2 separate regions of the Mus musculus genome follow, and region 1 is linked to region 2. A link is a contact called in public HiChIP or PLAC-seq data. All regions are on one chromosome and are shown on one strand. The core of a region is the stretch at or near the end of the contact, and the rest is flanking DNA. Distances in the headings are between cores, read along the strand shown.

What was found. HiChIP or PLAC-seq counts read pairs in DNA pulled down with a chosen protein or histone mark.
Region 1: a contact with region 2 is called in a GR HiChIP or PLAC-seq map of the 3134 cell line, with 5 times the contacts expected there. The contact joins two enhancer-like sites. A contact is called at or near these places in 1 of 15 datasets of contacts at CTCF or cohesin (the NIH/3T3 cell line), 8 of 484 Hi-C or Micro-C datasets (the 3T3-L1 cell line, embryonic fibroblasts, liver and 1 more) and 1 of 115 datasets of contacts at active chromatin or transcription factors (the 3134 cell line).

What each region holds. Positions count from the first base shown.
Region 1 is chr11:43,993,346-43,999,884 of GRCm38.p6, reverse strand. All of the region lies in intron 1 of Gm12153 (a long non-coding RNA gene), which reads right to left. Among named protein-coding and RNA genes, the nearest start is that of Gm12153, 38 kb to the right of the region's middle. Within about 2 kb of position 1,619, at least 20 of the 459 cell types and tissues checked have an H3K27ac peak or open chromatin away from gene starts, as enhancers often do.
Region 2 is chr11:43,776,018-43,781,767 of GRCm38.p6, reverse strand. It overlaps Adra1b (adrenergic receptor, alpha 1b), which reads left to right. Exons shown (of 2, transcript NM_007416.4): 2 at 5,309-5,750. Among named protein-coding and RNA genes, the nearest start is that of Ttc1, 31 kb to the right of the region's middle. Within about 2 kb of position 2,002, at least 10 of the 459 cell types and tissues checked have an H3K27ac peak or open chromatin away from gene starts, as enhancers often do.

The DNA of each region.
Region 1 (6,539 bases), core at 370-2,869, 220 kb before region 2:
TGAGCAATGAGTCTGCATTGACATATCATAATCACCCATGGTTCATGCTTTACACTAAGGTTCATTATTGTGTTGCACATTCTGTGAGTGTTGATAAATACATAATGACATTTTCCTACCATTATGGTACCTCACCTAATAGTTTCATTACCCTAAAAGTTTCCTAAACTCCATATATCCATTCATCTCTTTTCACATGGAAACCCCTGAAAACCACTAATCATTTAGTACTTTCATAATTTTGCCTTTTTCTGAGTGTCTTAGAGTAAGAATCGATCTTACAGTCTGCATCCATTCCCACTTAGATTTTGCATTCAGTAATATGGATTTAAGCTTATCCATACCTTCTTATGACTTCAAAGTTTATTTCTTTTCATCACTAAGTGCTTTGTCATAATCTAGATACATGACAGCTGCTTATCCAGTCACATAAGGAAGGGTATTCTGTTTATTTCCAAGTTGGGATAATTACAGATAGTCATTACCAATATCTTAAGAATGACATCAGCCAGGACAGACTCTGTTGTTGCCAGGGTAACAACTCCCCAGATCTCCACAATTTAAAAGCGCAAAGGTTTTGCTGCTGGTTTCTGTTTTAGTTTTAGTTATTTTCATCCATTGTAACTTTTTGATGAATGGGAGTAAGCTATAGTAAAATCATATATAGCTCAGAGTGTCAGATACATAACCAACCCAAGACTAACCAAACACGTGAACCTGTAGATAAATTACAGGGAACTTGGAATTGGTACCTCTTTTTGAGCTCTATTCCCCAAAGACTGACTCAGTAAGCTAGGCAGTCACCGGGTTCAAAGGATAGCCAACAAATGGAAGGAAGGAATAAAGGAAGGGAAGGCGGGAGAGAAGGGGGGATGGAGGGAGGGAGGGAGGGAGGGAGGGAGGGAGGAAGGAAGGAAGGAAGGAAGGAAGGAAGGAAGGAAGGAAGGAAGGAAGATTGAATATCTCCTTGTGGGAAGGAGGATGCAGGCTAACATCCCAAAGTCATTTTAAGGAGACATTTTGTTCTTCTCTGAGCCTCTTGGGGAAATGACATGGTGACTAAAAGAATTGTTGATATGTGTTGTCCTTCCCCATTAAAAGGAGCTAAAAAAGCCCTGGGCACCAAGATGTGAACTATTTCCTTCAGGGTAGAATAGAGGCACTAAAAATAGCCTTGGAAAATAAAAAGTTGTAGAGGTCCAACAAGGAAAACAAATCAGAAATAAAGTTGGCACTGAGAAAGAAGACAAACCCTCACAGGCAGTAGGAAAAAGAGGCTATTAGCTTGAACACATAAAAGCAGGTACATTTTTCCCACCCACGGAGCTGCTGGCTGGCATTCCTGCCGTGTAAATCAGCCTCTGGAGAAAAGGAAGATGAGTCAGAGTCAGCCAGGTCGGATTACGTTGTGCCAGGGCACCAAACAACTCCCCAGATCTCCACAGTTTACAAGCTCAAAGATTTTTTCTTTCTCCCTCGCAATGCGTGCCCAGCGTGGACTCAAGACACCCAGGTGATGGGGGTTTCACTTCCTTTTAAACAGAGGACAAAGGTGATGGATGTACTGTTTTGCAGCTCCCCGGAAGTATGGCACATCGTTTCCCCTTTCATTTCATTGGTTGATGCAACCACATGACCAGGGATCTCAAAGTAGCATGAGAGCAAATCGTACCATGTGCCCGAAGAGGGGGGAAATGTTAACTGAAGTAAACAGCTCTGCTGTGGTCTAGGATAAGGAGCCTAGGGAAAATCAGGTAGAGAGAAGAGAGCCGAACAGCAAGTTGGTTTCCTAGCTCTCACCCAAACAGGCAAGAACAGCAGCCCCTCAACCCTGTCCCCCTGGCATAGCTATGACTTTACTTCCTGCAAGGATATCTCAGGGTAAAGAGCCAGGATCATTGAGTCAAGCTGTCATTTGGTCATGTCAGGGACACACCAGTTGTGTGACCTTGCCTGATGCAAGTTATTTAATCTCTCTGGACCTCACCTGAGCTGTGTTAGGTGGATGCCAACAACACCTATTTCACCTGGTAGTTGTGAGAATGAATCATACAAGTGAAATGCTTCAGATCACAGCTGCTCAAACTGGCCTTTGCCCGTAAGCTTTCAAGAGACTGCTAACCCCTATTTCTGACTCAATTGGTCCTAGATGGGGCCTGAGTTCATGTTTCTAATAAGCTGGTGCCAAGGTGACTGGGCCACGGACTTTACATTAGAGCAGAGAGTACTAAGCATAGTTGATAAAAAATGTGTCCTTAAATCTATTCAAGAGACTCCAATAGTTCTTGTCCCCTATGTCAAGAATAGAAGTTACAACTGCCTCTTGGTGCAAATATCCACATCATATGCTTCCAGAGAGAAATGCTTCATGAGGTCTTCTTGGTTAACAGCATAGGTGCTAAAGTCAAAAGACCCAGTTTCTAACAGAGCAATGTCACATGTAAGCCATATAACCAAAATAAGAATTTCCTTTCCCTTCTGTGTGGACATCTGTGAACAAATAACACAGACCCACCTGTTGTAACTCCCTAGATTAAAGATCTCCAGGGAAACACAAGGTTTTTGTTAAGGTTGTTATGCATTGGCCTGGGTGGGAAAGTTGACCTGGCCCATTTATACCACCTTCTTATCGTCTTCTCTATTGTCATGTCCCATCACAGAAATATGAGTGTATTTGCTAGCAAGAAGCCACTTTAGACAAAGTTGAAGATATTAGGTGATGTATGATACTTATATCTATAATATACACATATGTATATAAGTATATGATATTTGTATATACATACATACTTATACATATGACCTTTTTGAAAACTAGAAACAAACAGTTCAGAAACAGATCTAACCTTGTTGGTATTGGAGAAGAAATTGGATACGAAGTAACCCTTTCTCTGGTGCTGAAGTGTAAACAACAACAACAACAAACATATAAGCAAAGCAATGAGCACATACTAAGTGCTCAATAAATAGTTACCAATGAACCCCAAAGAGATATTATTTCTCACAGGTAGAGGAAAGAGAACATGGGAGAGGGTGCCTTTAGGATCCCCCAGAGGTAAGAAAGGATCAAGGGTGTCCTTAGCAATTTTCTACCTCTTCACTTATCTTCCACTTTCTCAAAAAAAAAAAAAAAAAAAAAAAGTTAATTCATGCACCAGAGAGTACAATCAGAATTACTCAATAAAAGCTGAGCTGGGACAGTTGACAAGATCTCCCCTAGGCCTTATAGAGGCAGCTCAGTAGGAACTCCTCCAGCTCCATAGTCATCCAGGAATGTCCCTTTGAATACAATGTCCCTTTGAATACACTGTCTGAAGAGTCTCTCTCAAGCCAAAGACTCTGAAGGGAAATGATGGCTTTTCCCCTCCTTCCTCAGCCTCTCACCTGCTGGGGGAATGTGGGAATCCTGTCATCTTCTGGGGTCTTCATTTTCTTAGGTGAGGATGGGGCAGTAACATTGCTTGTGACTGCTTTACTGAGAGGAGCATATGTAAGCCATCACAGATCTGAACGCACTCAAAAAGTGAAGCGCACGTTTCCCAGGCAGAGTGTAATTATTCATTTGAGAAAGAGGCCTGACGCCACACAGGGCATACGAGTTAGACCCTCTTTTAATCACAATTCTGGTGTCAGTTCTAATAGCACAGGTTTTCACGCTTGGCTCCTCGACCTTCACCGGAGCATTCAGGTTTGTCAATTATGGCCAGTTCAATTGGGTTTTCACAAGAGATGGATTAACCAAACCACTCCAAACCCACTGTCATTGACAGGCGACAGAAGCAAGGTTTTATGGAATTCTTTTTACCCTAATAAATGAAAGTTATTTTTAAAAATATTAGAAAGGGTTAGCAGAGTTGAGAATTTGTCTCTGAATGGAAAAACAAGGAAATTATTATACCTAGGTATGGTGGGGGAGAGAGAGGGTCTTTATTGTAGGTCTGAGCCAAAATACTACCAGGGGCATTTAGAAGAGTCCAAACGGAACTGGTCCATCACATTGAGCTAGGTTATAGAGTGGCAAGGGTTTGAGAAAGAAAGAGAGGGGCAAAAGAGAAGCCAAGAGAACAAAAGCCACACAGACAAAATTGCTGGGTTATAAAGGAAAGAGAGGCTTGGGGAAGGAAAGGGAAGCACATACACTGTTTAAGTTTAGGGTAAGATGCTGGTACACCAGCTAGGATAACTCTGTAACAGGTACTTAAGATGCTGAGAGATCCTGGGAGAACCTGGTACTCACTGTCCTCTCTGATATGTTAAATAGGCCATTTGTCCTGGGTTTCTTTGAGATCTGACATTCCAGCCTTTTTGTTGTTGACAACATAATCTCTTCTATAACTACCTCCTGCTGAAATTGGGAATCCATTGTTGGGTCCCAGGATGGCTGGAATGATGGCCAAAGCCAAGAGAGAAAAAAGTGCAGGCTGGGGGACAACTGTTTAATCACTGTCCAGGTTCTATGGGACCACCTGGGGCTAGGGAAGTGCAGACCACTTTGGAGCAGTCTGTGATGTTGGACCACCTACAGCTAACTACCTTGGAACCATTTTGGATGTAGGGGCTCAAGTTGGTTGGGAATTCTGTCAGAAGCACCTAGAGCTTGAACATTTGGAGTAGTTTGCAGTCTTCAGTTGATTGGAAATCTGTTTGGACAGGTATAGACCAGGAACAGAAAATAAAGTTAAGGAGTTAGGGAAAATCTTTATCTTGGGTGTACACTTGAAACTTATGGGCCTATCATCCTGGTAGTTGGGAGAGGGGAGGAGTCTCAAGATCAGGGGAACAGAAAGATTCTGCCTTTAGGAATAGGCAGGTGGAAAAACTTAAGTTGTTGACTGAGAGGAATAATTTTCTGGAGTCCATCTGACCTGTGAGAGGTAGATCCAAGAAAACTCCCTGAAGCTTACACGAACTTTTTAAGTTTACAAGAGAGATAAAAGTTTTAGCTATATTATTATACCTATGAGTCTACTTTCTCTACAATGCGGATTACAGTATGGGTTATGAACAGAAAGGCATTTCCACAAACCTGCTGGACAGCTCTTGGCAACTTGCTGACCTGTCTCAGCCATTGTGCCTTCATCTTTAAGATATGAATAATTAGTGCTATCTTCCATACACGCTCTATGGTATAAATGTAGGCACAGAATGTTCAGTTTCAATTCCTCTTGTATCTAAAATTCAATTACATGTCCTACTCAAATTCAATAGAAGCAAGTGGATCTCTGTGCTGCAGGAAGGTGCTAGTTCCCTTTGACACACCTGGTAAGGGGCAGCATAGCACAGTAAGCCTAGCAACAATAACCACAGCATTCATTTTTCTCTATGCTATAATAAAAAAATAACCTGGAAAGAAGCAACTTAAAGGAGGAAGGATATACTTTGGTCTTAAAATTCATGGAGGTAAAATTCAGCCTGACCAAAATTTGCCTAAAACAAACAGGAAGTGGAGCTGGAGAAGAACCTCAAATCCTATGTCCAGTGACATACTTCCTCTAGTTAAGCCTTACCTCAACTCTCATCCCCAGCTGGGGACCAAGTATTCAAACACATGAGCCTATGAAAGGCATTCCATCCAATCCCACGACTCTCATTAACCAGCAATAGACAATAGGTTCAAAGAGATTACATTATCTCAGAAAACGATGCAGTTGCAGGCCCTGTCCCAAGCTCAGCAACAAGGGAAGAGAAAGAAGTTCAACCAGGAGCACATTCAAGGGGCTCTGGAACCTTGACTGACCCAACACAACATCCTAAAATTAGCTAACGCACTATGAGATTTTGAAGTAATTTGGTTTTCAACTCAGCTATGTAATTCTCAAGGAGAAACTTTGCAGGTGACAATATTGTGTCACAATATCACAAAATTGGACATGGCTAAGTGGAATTGACTCCTGTGTCAGGTCTTTGCTACAGGGAAGAGTAGAGAGACTTGGCCCTTTTGTGACGGTTACTGTTATTTGTCAACTTGATTGATAATCATCTGGGAGATAGATTTGGGAGCATGCCTATAGAGAACTATCTTCATTACAGTGATTGATTGACCTTCTTTACAGAGAGTCAGACTAAAATGGGCAGTAACATTCCCTAGGCTTAGGATCCTGGGCTGAATGAAAGAAGAAAGGCTAACCAAGAGTTTACCACTCTCTTTTGACTGAAGACACAATATAACCAGTTGCATCAAGCTTCTGTTGTGACTTCCCTGCTGTGACACACTATAACTTGAGCTCAGCGTATTTTAGCATAACCCAAGGCATAAAAACCAAAAACACCCAACATTTGACAGGGGTCAAGGGAAGCAGAAGATAGCTGGCAAAGTATGACACATGTTTGGTGGTATTGACCTCAGAGCCTGGTCTGCCCAGAAGGCAGGTAGTAGAGTGGAACCATGTGTCATGGTAAGATCAGGAGATAGGAATGGAGGGAAGAGCATGCTAATGGCTTGACAAAGCAAAACCTGGAGTGTCTCAGGAACTACAAGACGTCACAGCCACTGCACTTCAGCAGTGCTGGGTGGTAGAGCATACAACCAGGGCAGCCGT
Region 2 (5,750 bases), core at 753-3,252:
AGGCTACAAGTAGGTCACAAGCAAATCTCTTGAACCATTTTATAGAAGCGCAAAGTCGCAGATTTTTTTTTTTTTACAAGAGCTGGGATCCTCCTCCCACTGATATGCGGACCACGTGCGTTTCAAAAGGCCCATCATTTGTTATAGGGTTAAAAAGTGTCAGAGCAAATAATAAGAATTTTACATGGTCCTCTCTTTCCTTCTATTTTCTCATTTACTTCTTCCTTTTTATCATTTCTGTTTCATTTTTGGTGGTTGTGGTGGTGGTGGTGGTGGTGGTGGTGGTGTTTTGAAACAGGGCTTCCTGTGGCCAGGGCTGACCTTGAAACTGAATATGTAGCTGACAATGACCTTGAGCTCCTGCTCCTCCTACTTCCACCTCCCGAGAGCTGGGATTTTCAATGTGTGTCACTACACCTTACCCCATGTACATAATTACTCTCACATACTCAAAAGAAGATTCTATGAAACAGTTACCGTTCGCATTTGATAGATGAGAAAGTAGCAGGCTTCATGAACACTTCTAAAGTCCAACAGCCAATTCTGGACACCAGGCCAGGTCATTTGAATTCCGCCTTATACTCATCTCTCACACTGCCCAAATTATCTTGAGAGGAAAGAATGCCTTATACTCACAAGAATGAATTGCACATGACTCCAGATTTGCATGAGAAAATCTATCCTCAGGTCTTTGCTTAAACTTTACAAGGCTATGGCCATAACAGGGTGCTTTCTAACAAAGTTTCAGCACAGGGTCTTGAACACAATCTTCACAGTGTGGAAGATGGCCTAGGAGAACACTTGCCATTAGCGGTATTGTGCTCTGTGTAGTCCTTAAAAGGAAGGATCCATTTGTTGCTCAATTCACTGCCATCTTCAACAGGCTTGACACCAGGCAAGGTTTCATGTTTATCCTCAGAAAAAAGGCTGTGTTGCTTTCAATCCTTCCCCTCTTTGGTCACATTGCGTCCATAGCTACCAGACTGGTTCCTATGCAACAAGACATGCTGCCTGGCTTTGTTCTCATCAGCACATACCTCCCAACGGAGTACATAGGCCTCCAATATCCATCACTCTTGTTCCTTTTCCTACTTAGTCAAGACCTGTTTCCTCGACCCCTCAGACTCGGTCTTGGAAAGATGCCCATAGCCAAAAGACATAAATCTCATCCCGCCAGGATGCTTCACGTTCATTTGCTACAGTTCAGTAGGTGTCTTGTCATGTTCACAGTGTCTTAATCCAAAGCCCTATTTTTGGATTAAGTGACGGTGTAATATTTGTCAGAATTAAAGCAGCACCTTATTGGTCTTAACATACAGCTAGAATGTAGCCCACTTCCACTTTTCCCCAGAGTTTAAAGAAGACGTCAGTCAGCATTGACACATGGGTATGCATAGTACTCTTTCCAAATAGAAACTCCTGGATGGCTTAGTCCCGCTCCAGGAGCCTGACTAAGCCATAACAGCCCGAACTACTGATTTGCTAAACTGAGAAGAATTGCAACTTCCCACAACAACAGGGTGAACCTCAAATTGTTGCAGGATATTTGAACCCTGAGATTGTGTTATTTACTAAAAAAAAAAAAAAAAAAAAAAAAAAAAAAAAAAAAAAAAAACCTGTTTCTAGTTGTGGTGTGGCCCTGCCCTTAGCACACACCTTTAATCCTAAACAATGAAGGCAAAGTTGTAGAAGGAATCACCCATGTTTGAAGGTGATGTTTAACTGAGTGACAGACGAAGTGACTAGTCAGAGAAAGGTTTGACAGAATAGGATCTACCCAACTCTCATGAGAGAGAGAGAAAAGGGAGGCAATGGTAAGAGGAAGCAGCGCAGAGGGAGAGAGGCGGGAGGCAGTTGTTCCTGAGAGAGTTTTACAGAGACAGGATGAAGAGTGAAAAGGCTAGACTCGGGTGAAGACAGGATGAGCCAGCAGATGAGAACAGATTACTAGAGTTTGCTTGAGACCAAACAGCAGTTCAGTCAGAGGCTGAGAGAGAAGTCCGGCTGACTCAGTCAGCTTGGAGAGGAGTTGGAGCTGGAACAGCTGAGCTGAATCAGCCCAGCCTGCATTCAGAAGGAACAAGGAAGGGGGGAATTTATTCAGCAGCAAACCTCAGAGGCTGAAAACCTTCTAGGTTAGATAAGATTGTATCGAGGCTAGAAGTTTCCAGGACAAGGCCTAAGTTAACAGACCAAGGCAATAAGCCTTGGAAGGAACAATTACTACAGGAGAATAAGAGTTATTTTTACATCAATTGACCAAGAAGGTGAGGTGTCCCCAGATGGAATGCGAGCACAACCCAAGCTTAAAGATGGGGTTTGGGGAGGGGCTTGGAAGTTTTGTTTTTGGTTTTTACTGCATTTTGTTTGGTTGGTTGATTGGTTGGTTGGTCATGGGGCACAGCATGGAACATGAAAGACCGTATGTCACAGGCTGGGTAGTGGGGTTAGAGAACACACTTAAAGTACAAAACGGTCTGTAAACTATAGTCACATTGTTTTAAATATGTAAATAAATAAATTCGATAGAAAGTCCTGAAAATGGATAGCAAGGAGGATTGCATGTGTGAATCCAGCCTGAATACAGACCTGTCTCAAAAATAATCTTGTTTAAGTATGGTTTTTCTGCATTATGTACTGTGTATTTAGATAAAGTGTAGGTTCAATGCCTGCAAACTTTCAGGCATGCTGTATGGCCAAGGACAATCCACTTCCCTGATCCAGGTCTCGGTTGCCTATATTTAAATTAGAAGTTGTTTTTAATTTGCTTCTGCTGTGAAATGATTTAGGGTCTCACATTCAGAGGGTAAGTTAATCATGTGCACAGACCACAGCATCTCATTGTCACCGGGCCACGCTCTCTCTTATTTTACTGATTTATTTCCTTCTAGTCCCATCTCCTAGTCCATGTCCATCTGCCTTCACCCCTAGGCAAACATTAAGTGTCTCATATCGTTTTGTGATGTGTTTTTTAATTTCAAAGCATTTCTGCAAGACACATATGGTTGTTTGTTGAATTACTTAAATGAAATCATTCATAAATCTCACTCTGTTTTGCATGTTTTACCATGGGGAAGAAACGGTGTATCTAGACTCTTTCCATACTGCCGTAAGTTTGTTATCCTGGGACATAAGTGCTACCCATTATCCAGTTTTACATATGCCTCCTCCCTCCTCTTCCCCAGGCTTTCTCCTATTCTCTGTGACCACAGCAACACTACCAAAAGCATCCTCCTGTATGCCACCTTATGGTCCTGTGTGAAATTCTTTGAGTAAGGTTTGGCCTGGAACAGAATAGCCCAGCTTGATTGTGTGCACACACACATAGCTGAACCAAGTAGTGCCGGTGTCTCCTCCTAAATGTCTAGACTGCCTGTGTCCTTAGCAGCCAAAGCCAGGGCCTCCTTGTGTCCCCCACAGCCTTATTCAGCAGCCATCTAATGTTTTCCATCATCTTAAAGGCCATGGTTTGTCTCTTTATGGATTCTACTTCAATGTAACTTGACTGCCTGATACTTTGAGCATCTTGTCTCCATGTGAATTACCTATTTTTTGTATCCACTTTTTCTTCTCTGCGTATCCTGCTCCTGGGAATTCCGTGTTCTTCTTGGGTTCTCATTTTTGTCTGAGCTTGGAGATGGGGAGATGCTTTGCTCCTTTGACTAGTTACCTGGTTGACTGGGAGATTTGCTCCTTTGACTAGTTACCTGGTCGACTGGGAGATTTGCTCCTTTGACTAGTTACCTGGTCGACTGGGAGATTTGCTCCTTTGACTAGTTACCTGGTTGACTGGGAGATTTGCTCCTTTGACGAGTTACCTGGTTGACTGGGAGATTTGCTCCTTTGACGAGTTACCTGGTCGACTGGGAGATTTGCTCCTTTGACTAGTTACCTGGTTGACTGGGAGATTTGCTCCTTTGACTAGTTACCTGGTTGACTGGGAGATTTGCTTCTTTGACGAGTTACCTGGTTGACTGGGAGATTTGCTCCTTTGACTAGTTACCTGGTTGACTGGGAGATTTGCTCCTTTGACTAGTTACCTGGTTGACTGGGAGATTTTTGTTGCTGATTTTGGTGGGGTGGGAGGGTTGTTTCTTTGCTTGTGTTTAGACAGACTCTCATTTTGTACCTGACTCTGAAACTCAAGCTGGCCTAGAAATACGTATTCCAGGATGACCCAGATTTTTAGCAATCCTCCTGACTCAGCCCCCTGAGCACTAGGACTAAAGGCAAGAACCATCATATAGATATTTTAATTTAACTTAATGTTTTTTAATTTATTTGAAGTGTTGCAGACATGGAGGTCAGAGGACAAACTAGGATCTGCTGTGTCCTTCCTCCATGTTGGTTCCAAATTCATGTTGCTTGGCTTAGTGACTTGAACCCAAGGCCTCACTCGCACACAAGGACTCTACTACTAAAATACTCACCTCCTTTTTTCTTGCTAGAGTATTTCTTATATTTTAAATAACCTTTTAGCTGTTTGTCTCATGGATTGACAGGGTAAGGACTGACCTATGAAACCTAACAGTCAGGACTGTTGCAGCAATTTACCTAAATCAGGAAAGATTTCATAAACAGAGGGAAGTTACTGAGTTAGAATTCATTCATTTTCCTTTCCTTTATTGTTATTTATTTATTTATTTATTTATTTATTTATTTGTAAGTCTGTAACTCACTATGGAACCAGGGTTAGAATTCATTCATTTTCCTTTCCTTTATTGTTATTTATTTATTTATTTATTTATTTATTTATTTATTTATTTGTAAGTCTGTAACTCACTATGGAACCAGGCTGGCCTTAAACTCACAGAGACCCACATACCTCTGTATCCCAAATTCTGGGATCAAAAGTGAACATACCTGATTCGTGTGTGTGTGTGTGTGTGTGTGTGTGTGTGTGTGTGTGTGTGTGTGTGGTGGTGGTGGTGGTGGTGTTGTTGTTGTTGTTGTTGTTGTTGTTGTTGTTGTTGTTGTTCACAGAGGCCAGAAGAGGATGTCAGCTCCATTAGAGCAGGAGATTGAGACAATTAGGAATTTCTATGTGGGAGTGCTGAGATCCAAACTCTGGTCTTTGTGATAAAGCCTCGAGGCCTCTTAAGCAATGAGCATCTGTCCCAGCCCTAGAGTAATTTGTTCATTTCAAAATGAGAAAGGCTAGCCATCCAGGATTTTAAAAAAAAAAAAAAAATCACATGGGACAAGGCCCAAGGGTGACAAAGCTACCATTGAGCACAGAGTAGGAGAGCCACTGAGTAGAGAGTGTACTAACCAACTGCTGTCTGTCTTTGTGTCTGCACCCCTTCAGGCTCCCTGTTCTCCACCCTAAAGCCCCCGGACGCCGTATTCAAGGTAGTGTTCTGGCTGGGCTACTTCAACAGCTGCCTCAACCCCATCATCTACCCGTGCTCCAGCAAGGAGTTCAAACGCGCCTTCATGCGTATCCTGGGGTGCCAGTGCCGCGGTGGCCGTCGCCGCCGCCGCCGTCGCCGTCTAGGAGGCTGCGCTTACACCTACCGGCCGTGGACCCGCGGCGGCTCGCTGGAGAGGTCGCAGTCGCGGAAGGACTCTCTGGATGACAGTGGCAGCTGCATGAGCGGCAGCCAGCGGACCCTGCCCTCGGCGTCACCCAGCCCGGGATACCTGGGTCGTGGAACGCAGCCACCCGTGGAGCTGTGCGCCTTCCCCGAGTGGAAACCCGGAGCGCTGCTCAGCCTGCCAGAGCCTCCTGGCCGCCGCGGCCGCCTCGA